Regions from separate parts of the Neogale vison genome. Here region 2 is linked to region 1. Evidence: chromatin contacts called from public Hi-C data. All regions are on one chromosome and are shown on one strand. Each heading gives the region's core, a stretch centred on a gene start, on an enhancer-like site or on the middle of the called end of the contact. The rest is flanking DNA. Distances are from core to core; before and after follow the strand shown.

Region 1 (5,423 bases), core at 2,369-4,868:
AATTTTAGCTGTTGTTAATGAACCTTTTACTATCCCTAATTTATAAATTAAACTATATCACAGGCATGTAAGTATAGGGAAGAACATACTATATAGAGAGCACGGTACTGTCCGTGGTTTCATGCATCCACTGGAGGTCTTAGAATGTATCTGCTGTGGATGGATATATATATATATACAATGTATATATCTACAACAGGAACCCTTAAAGGAATGAAATTAGGACACAGGCAGCAACTTGGATGAACCTCAAAGGTATTACGCTCAGTGAAATAAGCCAGTCGCCCAAAAAAGACAAATATTGGGTGATTCTACTAATATGAGGTACATAGCCCAGTCAAATTCACAGAGACAGGAAGTGGAATGGGGGCTGCCGGAAGCTGGAGAGAGAGAGAATGGGAGCGTTGGTGTTTAAGGAGTGCAGAGCTTCCGTTTCAGAAGACGAAAGTTGCGCAGATGGTCGGTGATGATGGCTGCTTTGCCTGTACTTCATGCCATGGACCTGCCACTTAAACATGGAGGATGGCAAATATCACGTTACGCAGATTTTACCACTATGAAAAAATCGTACCACTTCATAGACTCAGAGTTTTTTGCAAGGTCTCTCCATGGGTCGACTTTACCATCCCCTTATTTCAAGGCAATGCTGACCTATCCAGGATGGGAGAGTACTTATCCTATTTTCAGATATTTCCAGGGAAGAGAGCCCATTACATTATTAGGCAATCTTTTCCAGTGTCTCAAAACCCCAGACATTCTTGGTACTAGACCTTTCCTGCTGCACCTGAAGTTAATTTTTTCTTGGTCAGTAAGTGCTTTGTCAGGCCACTGACTCTTCACACACTCAGAGGCTCTGGTTACACGCCCCCCCCCCCCAACCCGTGTCTGAGCCAAGGGCACCAAGTAACAGGCTTGTGGGTGGACTTTGAGGGCCTCAAAGAGACTCTCTTTGAGACTCTCTCCTGCTTGCATCTCACCAGCATGATGGGTGGAAGGAGCCCACCCATCTGTCACCTCATTTGTGATGCAGTTTGTGGGGTTCTAGAGCTTTTCTCTCTCTCAGCTCTCACCTCTTCACCCTTCTGTTGAAGGCCTTTTGCTGACAGGGTGGAACCCCCCCAACTTTCACCCCCCAAAGGACAGGGGCAGAACTAATGACTTATTTCGGTAAGTCCCTTAGACTCTCCTCTGACCAGAGACTGCCTGGTCCCTTAATGAGCCGACTGGAAGGTGTACTTGGTTGGCGTGTTCTCCATGGCCTGGAAGATGTGGACCTCGTCAACGTAGAGAACACTGAACGCTAAATGAGGGAAGAACAGGGACTGAGAAAGACACCACCTCTGGGTGCCTGTTGACGGCAGGCTTGTAAGGCCTGACACAGCTGAGAAATGTCAGGAGCTTGGAGGAAGTGGGGCTTTCTCTGTTGTGAGGACCCGCCCCCAAGCCCCTTCACAGGGCACAGGAAGGGGAGGGGGCGAAGCTAAATGGCGACCCCACCCTTGGTGGCTCAGCTGTCACTGCTACCACAAAGGAAAATCCGTGTGGGCATGGGCACTTCCAGAGACCTCATTCGTTTGCAATTCAGGGGATCATAACATCACCCCTGTGCTCCTGTGCCAGGCCTGTCAGCCTCGGAACATGGTCAGTGGGCTTGGGTTGGGGCTGACGTTTCTGATTTCAGCTCATGGTTTATAAGAAGGGCCTGGCCTTAAGAAGAGGCTGAGCCCCGAGGAAGACAGTAGCCCTCATAGGTCCTTCAGCTAGAGTGGAGATAAGGAAGGAGAGTCCCTGGGGTCAGTCCGGTGCCTGGAGTCTCATACGAATGAGACGATGGGCACTGATATTCATGGAGTCTGTGCGTCATAAGCTGGTCTTGGTCCTTTACGTTTCCCAGTAAGCTGGAACGTGGAACAGAGAGAATTCCAGATGCTCTGATAGAATTTTCTTTATAGTCAGGTGGCTCAAGGGCTGTCTTCTACAAGCATTTTGGAAACACTAGTACTCGCGTTTGATTGTTTTTGTCTCTTTCTTTAAAATCACAGTGTGTGTGTTTATTTGTTGTATATATTCCTATCACACCCTCCCGCCCCCAAACCGCCCACCCGAGGAGCTGGTTTCAGGAATCACAGTCATGTGCTGTTGGAAGGTTTGGGAAAGGCTGCTGGGTCTCACATAAAGAAAAGGATTATATCTGTGTTATTCACCGCTGGCTTCCCAGGACCTTGCACACTGCGGGGAAATAGAGGTTCTGATTCATAGCTCATAAATCTTATAGACAGGAGACAGTTCACTTGAGTTGCCTGATATTCCACAGCACATCAGCAGCGAAACCAGGAGGAGAGTCTTCTCTTCCAACTTCCTGTTCTCGGCAGGAAGCCATGCCCGTCACTTTATAAGCGTCCTAGGGATGGCTTTAGGTGTCAAGTAGCTCTCCCGGGGGAAGCAGTGGACAGGGCTGAGTCTTGAAGCCCAGGACTGTGCCTCTGACAGGATGGGTGGGGCTCAAGGGTCTTGAAGGCCCATCCTGTGGTAGTCAGCAAGGAGATTGGCTTGGTCCTTGGACTGGAGTTTCCTTGGCCTAGAATTGCTTAGAATAGCCAGGCACTTAGCCTGGACTTGCCACATAGCCGAATGTTAGACCCTGATCACTGGAGGTGATCCTGGAAAGGGTCTTCTGGCAGCCTGGTCCTTGGAGCTGAGGCCGGGCTGGGCCCTCTCCTCTACGACAGGCTCCGGAGAGCCCAGAGCAAAAGGGATAGTGCATCGGCCTTGTTCCTCCCCTTAGGGTTCTGTTCTGTAAGAGAAGTCTCCTTCCCCGTGTACAACTCTGACTAGATCAGAGTGTGAGCAAGAGGGAAATTGTCTTTCCAAGAGTGTTCTGTGCTTGGATTGACCATCTTTGTGTCCTGGGGCTGAGAGCAGAAGCCAGAGGCAGAAGCTGAGTGACGCTTTGTGTGCGGGCCCTCACTTCTGGAAAACCAGCCAAGACCACTCCTGAGACCGTAGGCTGCTCTGGTCCTTCCCTTAGCTCCCGTTCTTTGGACTTTCCCAGGGTCAGATGTTCTTCCACATAAACTCTTGTTGTTCAGTCTGTGGCCCAAACAGCCCGAGGCCTGAGACAATGGTGGTTTTGCTGAGGACATTAGAATACTCAGTCACTGGCCGGGCCCATGTCACCTCACAGAATTGGTGTGGCTGCCGCAGGCTCCCTATGGGACAATCAGCTCACCCACTTAAAGTCCATCAAAGGACTGGGTGAAATTCTGGTCCCCTTTCTGCTCATTTGCCCTGTCGTCATCCCCCTCTCCCATTGCCGTGCTCCCAGCCCTCGCCCCCTCTCGGCACCATGGCCCGCAGGGACCCTGACACCTGGGACACCTCACAAGCCAGCTTTTCTCAAGCCGGACTCCATTGCTGTGAGGAGTCTGAAGGCGTTTTCTTTGAAGGATAAGTCGGGAGAGGGTCAGAGAGTGCTGAGAAGTTACGCCTGTTTCTTCTTTCTTTTCCTTTCCCCCTCTGGGGCTGACAGACCAGATTTTTTTCTTTTTTACAGTACATTTTGGCAAGCCCCATTTTTTTCTGACAGAAAAAAAAAATAACAGGCATATTTTGGGCGATTACTCAACTGGGGTCCTTTGTGACAGGATATGCAGCTGCGTGACTAATGGAGCTGGCTTTCTCCTGGCTTCCTTCCCCTTTCAGAGCTCTTGTTTACTGCTCTATACTGAAAAAAAAAAAAAAAAAAAAAAAGCCATAAGCTACAGATTTTATGTAAAAAAAAATGCCTTGTGAGATACTCAAAGGCAATAAATCCTTGGGATATTCCATTTCTAGGGCTGCAAACTCCCCACCCTCTCCCACTTTTTCTTTTCAAATGCTTAAGCTCTTGACTCACGACATGTGAATCTTCTTCTCCTACTCCCATGTCCCTGCTTTCTTCTGAACATATGTCCAGCAGATCGTGTGTGTGTGTGTGTGTATGTTTGTTGGAGGGGGGAGCAAGATGGGAACCATATTTTTGGTGCTTAACTCAGCAATTGCTAAAGGAAGGAATAATGACTTCCAGGGACCTCGGGACCTTTTTCTTTTTTTTTTTTCCCCCCAAGGCCTGTGTGTTTCCATAATCTATGACAATTTTGTGGTGTAAGCAAAAGTTATTACAAAACACAGAACTAGCCTAATGAGGAAGGGTATGTTCTAAACAGGGAGAGACCGTCTCTTTTTAGAGGAAATCCAAATTTCGTCTGGCTTTGGAATTGAGAATCCTCTGGCTTCCCATAGAATGTTTGGAAGAAACTCTCGATCCAGCGTACAGTGTTCGACAACTGGAATTGGCCTTTTAGTTTTTCTCGAGATCCAACAGCTTTGTATTGCAAAAAGCGTCTGGCCTGTGGATGGGAAAAATGAAGTAGCTGGTCAGGTTTGATAGAGATGGGCTGGGGTAGAAGAGGTCCATGACTTGTGGCCACATGATGGGTTCGAGCCTCAGCTGGGATCTGGAGTAGGTCATTTAACATCTCTAGGTCTCTTTTGCTCTCCCATGAAAATTAGGATAGTATCCCCTCTGCCTAGGTGGCTGGCAGGAAAAGTGAGGTGACAGACTCCAAGGCGCCAGAAGGAACCATAAAGAAGAATTCAGTGATGGGTCATCCAAATGGCTGCTCCGGCTTTAAGCAGGGGAGAGAGGTTTGTTCCACAAGAACTCACGACGAACGGAACAGAGGCTATTTATACAGCCGCCCCGGGATGCAACCTATGGGGGTGTTTCTGAGGCTGGTATTGCCTCCAAGTTTGCCAAGTGCCTAGTCCTCTTCCATGTGGGTATCCTAACGTCCCACATCAGAATCCTAACTTTGATCCCGTTACTTTCCTACTCAGGAAACTCTCATCAAAACCGGACAAAAGCACCACTAACCCCCTCTCCTTTTCTCCACCTACCTTTCCTCTGACTAGCTTATCCTTTGCCCACACGCTGCCCCAGAGATGTGAACACTGAACGCAATTTACTCTAACCCCCCACCTAACACTTCCCCCAATGAGTTGCTTGGGGGACCCTTCCTTCTAGTCCTCTTCCTGCTGCTTTCTGGTAAACCTTGCTCATTTGTCATTTCTTATAGGTAAGGTCACCTAAAACTTAGCTTTTCCCAGAGTCTACACCAATTAAGGGCTCCTGGAGGGGATACCCCAAACTCTCCAGCAAACCCTAACAACTATCTTTCTTACTTTCTAGAGCTCAAGTCTAATGTCCTTAGCGAAGGCAGTTGACTTGATCGCACCATAGGGTAAACTGAGGCACCAGCGAGGGAACCAGCTGGCCAGGGATCACATACCAAGTCCCTGACACAGACAGGAATAGAAACCCCACATCCTGATTCCAGTTTGCCTAGAGTTTAAAGAGGCACCTTAGTTTGGATATCCCAGAA
Region 2 (5,745 bases), core at 2,922-5,421, 130 kb after region 1:
CTTCTTGTGGTGAGAACTCGGCATCCTAGTCTCCAGCCCCACAGTCCTTCCCCTCACTCTGGGCACATGGCTGGGCTGCAGCTGCACTAGGAAGTACAAGTTCAACCACATGGGCTCCTCCCTGCCTGTACATTCCTTACCAGACCTCAGTCTCCCCTTTACTGCACCCTTCTTCTCTAGATCCAGAGCCAATACCATCTCCCTACAGAGGGGATGATCTCTTCCTGCCGATGGCCAATACCACACTTCCTATAGAAGTAATCAGGGTGACCCCACGGAACCTAGGATTAAGGAAGCTGATTGTTGCATTGTTTATATTTAAAACTAAGAAGCAGCTCTATGTCCAACGAAAGGGGATTGATTAAACAGATGATGGGTGCAGCCATGAGAGGGCTAGGCAAACTTTATAAACAGCATGTCCCAATCTTGCTAAAAGCCAAATAAAATTGGCAACAGCACATGCCAACATGTGCATATGGGGGGAAGAAAGACTGGAAGGAAACATACAAAGATATCCACCACAATTATCTCCAGGCGATGAGAATATGCATGATTTTTACTTTTGGTGTTAGCTATATTCTGAAATGTCTCCTGAAAGCAGGCAGTATTTTTTATGATTAGAATGAACAGCAAAAATATGACTAACACTTCTCTGTAAAAGCTGCATGCTCTTCTAGTTCTTTTTGTCCCTTTCAATGCAGCCTTTCCCCGGTGGGGTCTGGGTGACGGCTGGACAGTAGCTCTCATTACGTGGAAGGCCCAGAAGAAAACCATACCCAAGTAATATTACCGTGGGAGCTGAGGCATGCAGAATGGAAACGCCTCCATGGCAACATGTTATTACTAATTTTTTCTTTTTCCCCATGATGGGACAGGTGTTTAGAAGAATGTGGTAAATCTGCTTCAGATAATTTATTTTTTGAATACTATGGTTATTTCATTTTCTGCCTCTGTTTACATGAGAACCTTTACTATGGGGAAGTGTTTAGGGCAGATACTTTGTTCTAAGCCCGTTTGACCTTTTTACCTGAGGCCTACTGTGTGCTGGTTACCTGCTGCTGGTGTTTCTTCCCAGGGGCTTTGGAAATGTTTGGGGATGATTCTGATTGTCCATTCGACTGAAGGAAAGTGCCACCGATTTAGTGGGTGAGGGCCAGGGTTGCTAAGCATTCTACACTACGGGGACAGTCCTGCGTAACCAAGAATTGAGGTCCCTCTCAGGCCACCACCCTGAGGGAGAAACTGTCAACTGGACCATGGCGGTAAACAAGGTCTGCAAGGGCCAGAGAGAAAGGAAGGCACGGCTGTTTCTCAGCCTTATGTTAGGATTGAGGGTCACCGGATCTCCCCATTTTGCCAGGGAGTCAGAAATGTAGATGATGTAAAATTCCCCGATTTTTAAAAATCTCATGGCGGAGCCTGAGGTGTCCGAGTTCAGGTTCTAGAGTGGACCAACCTGGGTTCAAATCCCAGCTCTGTCATTCACTACCTATGACTGCAAGCAAGGGAACACCCTCTGATCCTCCCTTTCCTCCTCCCTAAAATGGAATTAGTGGGAACACTCACTGGTTCTATTACATAGATGAATCCAGGTGGGTAAGTCCCCAGTGAGGTGTGCGTGGGAAGGGCTTCATGAAGTAGATCGCAGTCTAGAAGCAGTCTTTTCTGCAGACAGTCCACTGTGCTCGGGGCTGAGAGCTTATACCTAAGTGTAAGAGAAAACCCTGACCCGGAGGTGTTTTCATTCTGGAAAGGGAGATAAGCTCCAGACATAAATATTGTTAGCTGGTCAGATATACCAATGAGACTGACATCAGACAGTTTCGGGAGACCAGAGGCCGGTACGGGTCGGGGCATTTAGCCGGAGAGAGAAGGACAGAAGGAGTGGCCTAAGCCAAGGACACATTATAAAATCAGAGTAACAACTGAACGCTTACCACATGACGGGCACTCTCCGGGCACTCCACGCGGTGGCAAATAGGCGACCTCATCCATGGGAGGGATAAGGCACGAGTCAGGAAAGGTCCCCTGTAGCCGGGGCATGGGGCTGCGGACTGCCAGGCCAGAGCATGGTGGGCTAGTCAGCGGGCAGGGGAGCGGAAGCAAGGAAGTGAGATGCAGGAGCAGTACTCTGGGGTGGGACACAGGACAGGGCGACTGCGGAGGCCTGGAGACTAGGCAGGGGACTTGTGCGGAGGCCAGGGGATGGGGGGTGGGGAGCCCCGCGGAGGGTTTTCTTTACCAGGTCTTTGTACAGACCCAGTTTGGGGGGAGGGGGTGCTGTCAAAACTGATTACCTAGGGGACGACAGAATTTTACAGAGGGAAAACAATTTTAAACTCCTGTCTTGTACCACCTCCCTGCTCTCCTGCCTCTCTTTCCTCACCCTCCACTTGCATGTCCCTGTTCTCCACTGACCAGGTCTCATGGTTATCAGTACCTTAACCATTTTTGAACTGGAAGCAACCCTTTCTCTCACTCATCTACTGTTATTTTCAAATCTCTCCAGAAGGCCTGTACACCTCCCCCGCTCTAGAACACAGAGCGCTGTGGGGATGGATGGACTGGTACAGCACAGTTTCCAGACTCCCGGCCCATCAGAGCTCGCTGACGTAAAACCCCATACTGTGCGTGAAGGAAGAGTGTGCTTCTCGAGTTCTGTGGAACATTTTTTGTTGTTTTTGTTTTTGTTTTTGTTTTTGTTTTGTTTTGTTTTGTTTTGTTTTCCAGGGGAAAATTGTTAATCCACTGGAAGAACAAAGTGTTTCCAAGTACTCTGACCCATTTGCATGCTTGCAAATGCTGTTTGCAAAATGCTGTTCACACAGGAGGCCCATCTTTTTCTCCAAGTAGACCAGGCCACACCTCTCCTAGGGAAGACTGTGGTTAGCTGGGATTCTGACTTATTCTATAGGACTATAGGATGGGCAGCAATAAGACCATTTGCTGGGGACGGTTGATGCCTGAGCTTCTCTAGACCCAAACCTGACTGAGTCCTGATCCACGCAGCTTCCCTGTAAGGCCTCTTCAGCATGAACAGCTCACAGCTGTCCAGAACTCTTACCTGAGTCAGAGTGGACCAGGGTTTTCATAGGCTGCCTTACAGACGGCAAGTTTTCTGTCACCAGAGGGGTCTAGACATCATGTGCTAGCACTAGGATCCTGCCGTGGCTTCCCCCAGGAATTGGCAACAAAGAAACACCTATCAGACTTTTTTTTCTTTCTTCTAGAGCCTTCTATAAAAATGTGTCCAGGGCAGGGACTGAGCACCAGACGTGGGCAAACAACCCTGTGGTTATCTGGCCCCATGATTGGGCTCAAGTCACTTCTCTTCGGGTTGGACTCAAGCATTCTATGACTTACAGACAGAGGCTCAAATACGAAGACCTTTCCAAGTCCAGCTCAGAGCCTTGGAATTGGGACTGTCCTGCTGAGGATCTCGGACAGACAGCTGAAAGTCTATCTGGTGGCTTCTGAAGAACCTGACCTGGCCCTGGGCTCAAAACTCTCAGCTCCTACTCTGATTCCCTGTGCCTGAAAACACCAGCCCAGAAGTCTCTCCCAGGGGTGATTTGAATCTCGACCCTCTTCAGGGGTCCTGTAATCAAATGCAAATTACGCCTCTAAGCACCAAAGGGGTGGGAGGAGCGATTAGCTGACAACCCTGGGAGCTGCCGCCTCTGGCCCTTGGGAGTGACAGCCCCCCACAGGGGGAGGTCAGGAGAAAAAGAACAGAAAAGGGAGAGAGCTCAGGAGGGGTCAGAGGCCTCCGGCAGCCCCCACATCATCCCTAGTATGCCCTGAATGCGGCCCTGGGTGGGGGTCTAATCCCCCAGGCAGCCCGCCCTCGGCAGGGTCTCTGCAGGGTCAGGAACCCCACCCCATGTGGTACTGGGTGTACTCCGGCTGGTCGGCCTCCGTGCTCTCCAGGTGAACCAGCAATTCTCCAGGCCAAGGGCCCAGACACATCTGATCTGTCCTTCTCATTCCTTCCCAGGTTCCAAGAAGTCAGGCCTGAACACAAAAAGGGGTGGGGGGGCCCCGATGGGGCCACCGCTTGGTGAAGAGGGCGCACAGAGGATGGCTGCGCCAGCTGGGCCCAGCTCCCAGAGAGTAAACCAGACTGTTCTCCTCCGCTCCCCGCAGCCCTCTCCAATCAGGGAGTCTAAAATTACCATATTTACAGCATCTGCTGCCAAGCCCGGCACCAAGCAAGATGAATAGCGGTGACGCACAAGCCGGGCCGAAGAATGCGGCAGGGCTGGGCCGGGCTGGGCCCCAGCGTGTGCGCCCCACGCCAGAAAGCCCGGCGGCCCCCGGCAGGGGGGCTGACACGGTTCACCCAGCACCGAGCCCAAAGGGAGGTGGGAGACTGAGATGTCCTCCCTCTGCCTCCCTGCTCCAGAGAACCACTCAGGCCCTGGAGGCAGGATCGCTGAGCCTGAGCCGGGCAGCTCTGGTAGAGACCAAGGCGGGATGGTGGCAGCGGGGGTGTGTGTGTGGTGGGGGGCTGTGGAGAGCACATTCTGGGTCAGGGTATCCACCTCTCTGCATCAGCCTGGATTCTTCTTTCTCTGGGAGGGAAAAGGCCCAGGAAAAGCGTGACTCATGACCAGCAGACACTCTCTCAGAGAAGTTCAGAGCCAGGAACGACCTCAATACGACAGAGACAGGGGGAAGGGATGGGGGCTAAAGACGAGGCCCGTAGACTCTGAGGCCAGTGCAGGTTGTCCTGGCTCAGAGGCTCACAGCAGATCCCCTGGAATGCTAGGACTCTGAGGGACCTCAGGAGTGCTAGACCGGTCTGTTCCTCCCTTTAGCTAGAGCATCTCCTCTTTGGTTTCTTTTGGGTCCTGGACTTCTCTTTAAGTTCTCATTTCATTCCTGCAGTATTCAGTGCCTAAAATAAGGCACTGGTTTGTGCCAGAGGGCAGGAAAGTAGTACACGAGTGCCAAGAAGGAAGGCAGAACCAGGGTTGGTTGGGGCAGGGAATGCTGAGGAAAAGAGGTTAGTATTGAGGGAAGGTGAAGATGGGCACTACCTCATGAACCAGCTCCCCGAGAAAAACCTCTTCCTTGAGAGAAATGGAAACAGCTGCCATTTGCAATAACCCTGCTGGAACCTGAACCCAAACCCCAAAGTGGGGGCCATTGGTCAAGCAACTGCTTAATCCACATGAGCCATTTTTGGTAGGAGGTGATAAGAGGCAGGATTTGCTGGGGTTTGTGTTGTAGCTGCCCACTCAAAAAATGTTTCCAAGCTGAGAACTCCCACCAATACGTACCCTTCAGCCCAAGACTAAATCTGGCCCCACCCCCTGGGTCTGTTAGAAGGGGAGAGTCCTGATAAACGACACAGATGTGTTTCTGTTCTTCTCTGTGACCCAGAATTGCTAAGAGTCTCCTTTTACCACTAACAGGGTAAGCAAAGGGCAGTATCAGTCAGCCAAGATGGCAGCTTCTGTTCTCACTGCTCTGTCCTAGGTGGGGCTCAAATTTCTCAATGGTGGCTAGGAGTCCCATCTCTTCTCCTCCTACTTCTTGGACTGCCCCTTCTGTTTTTCCATTGCTCCTCTTTCCTACTCTCTCATTAAACTTTGTATCTCCCAGGTTCAGGCTTCTGTTGTTTCTTCAAACTCTATTCTCCTTGAGCAGCCATACTCTCTGTTGGCTTCATTTATCACCAAAAATCTGTGACCTCAGTCCCAGCCATCTCCTGGATTGCCCACATATATTTCCAACTGT

Evidence for each region. Hi-C and Micro-C count contacts between places; a contact is called where the count stands out from the background.
Region 2: a contact with region 1 is called in a Hi-C map of muscle, with 2.3 times the contacts expected there. The contact joins two enhancer-like sites.

The regions. Positions count from the first base shown.
Region 1 is chr13:32,626,118-32,631,540 of ASM_NN_V1, forward strand. No RefSeq gene overlaps it. Among named protein-coding and RNA genes, the nearest start is that of ZFP36L1, 110 kb to the left of the region's middle. Within about 2 kb of position 3,619, the one cell type or tissue checked has open chromatin away from gene starts, as enhancers often do.
Region 2 is chr13:32,754,695-32,760,439 of ASM_NN_V1, forward strand. All of the region lies in intron 10 of RAD51B (DNA repair protein RAD51 homolog 2), which reads right to left. Among named protein-coding and RNA genes, the nearest start is that of ZFP36L1, 230 kb to the left of the region's middle. Within about 2 kb of position 4,172, the one cell type or tissue checked has open chromatin away from gene starts, as enhancers often do.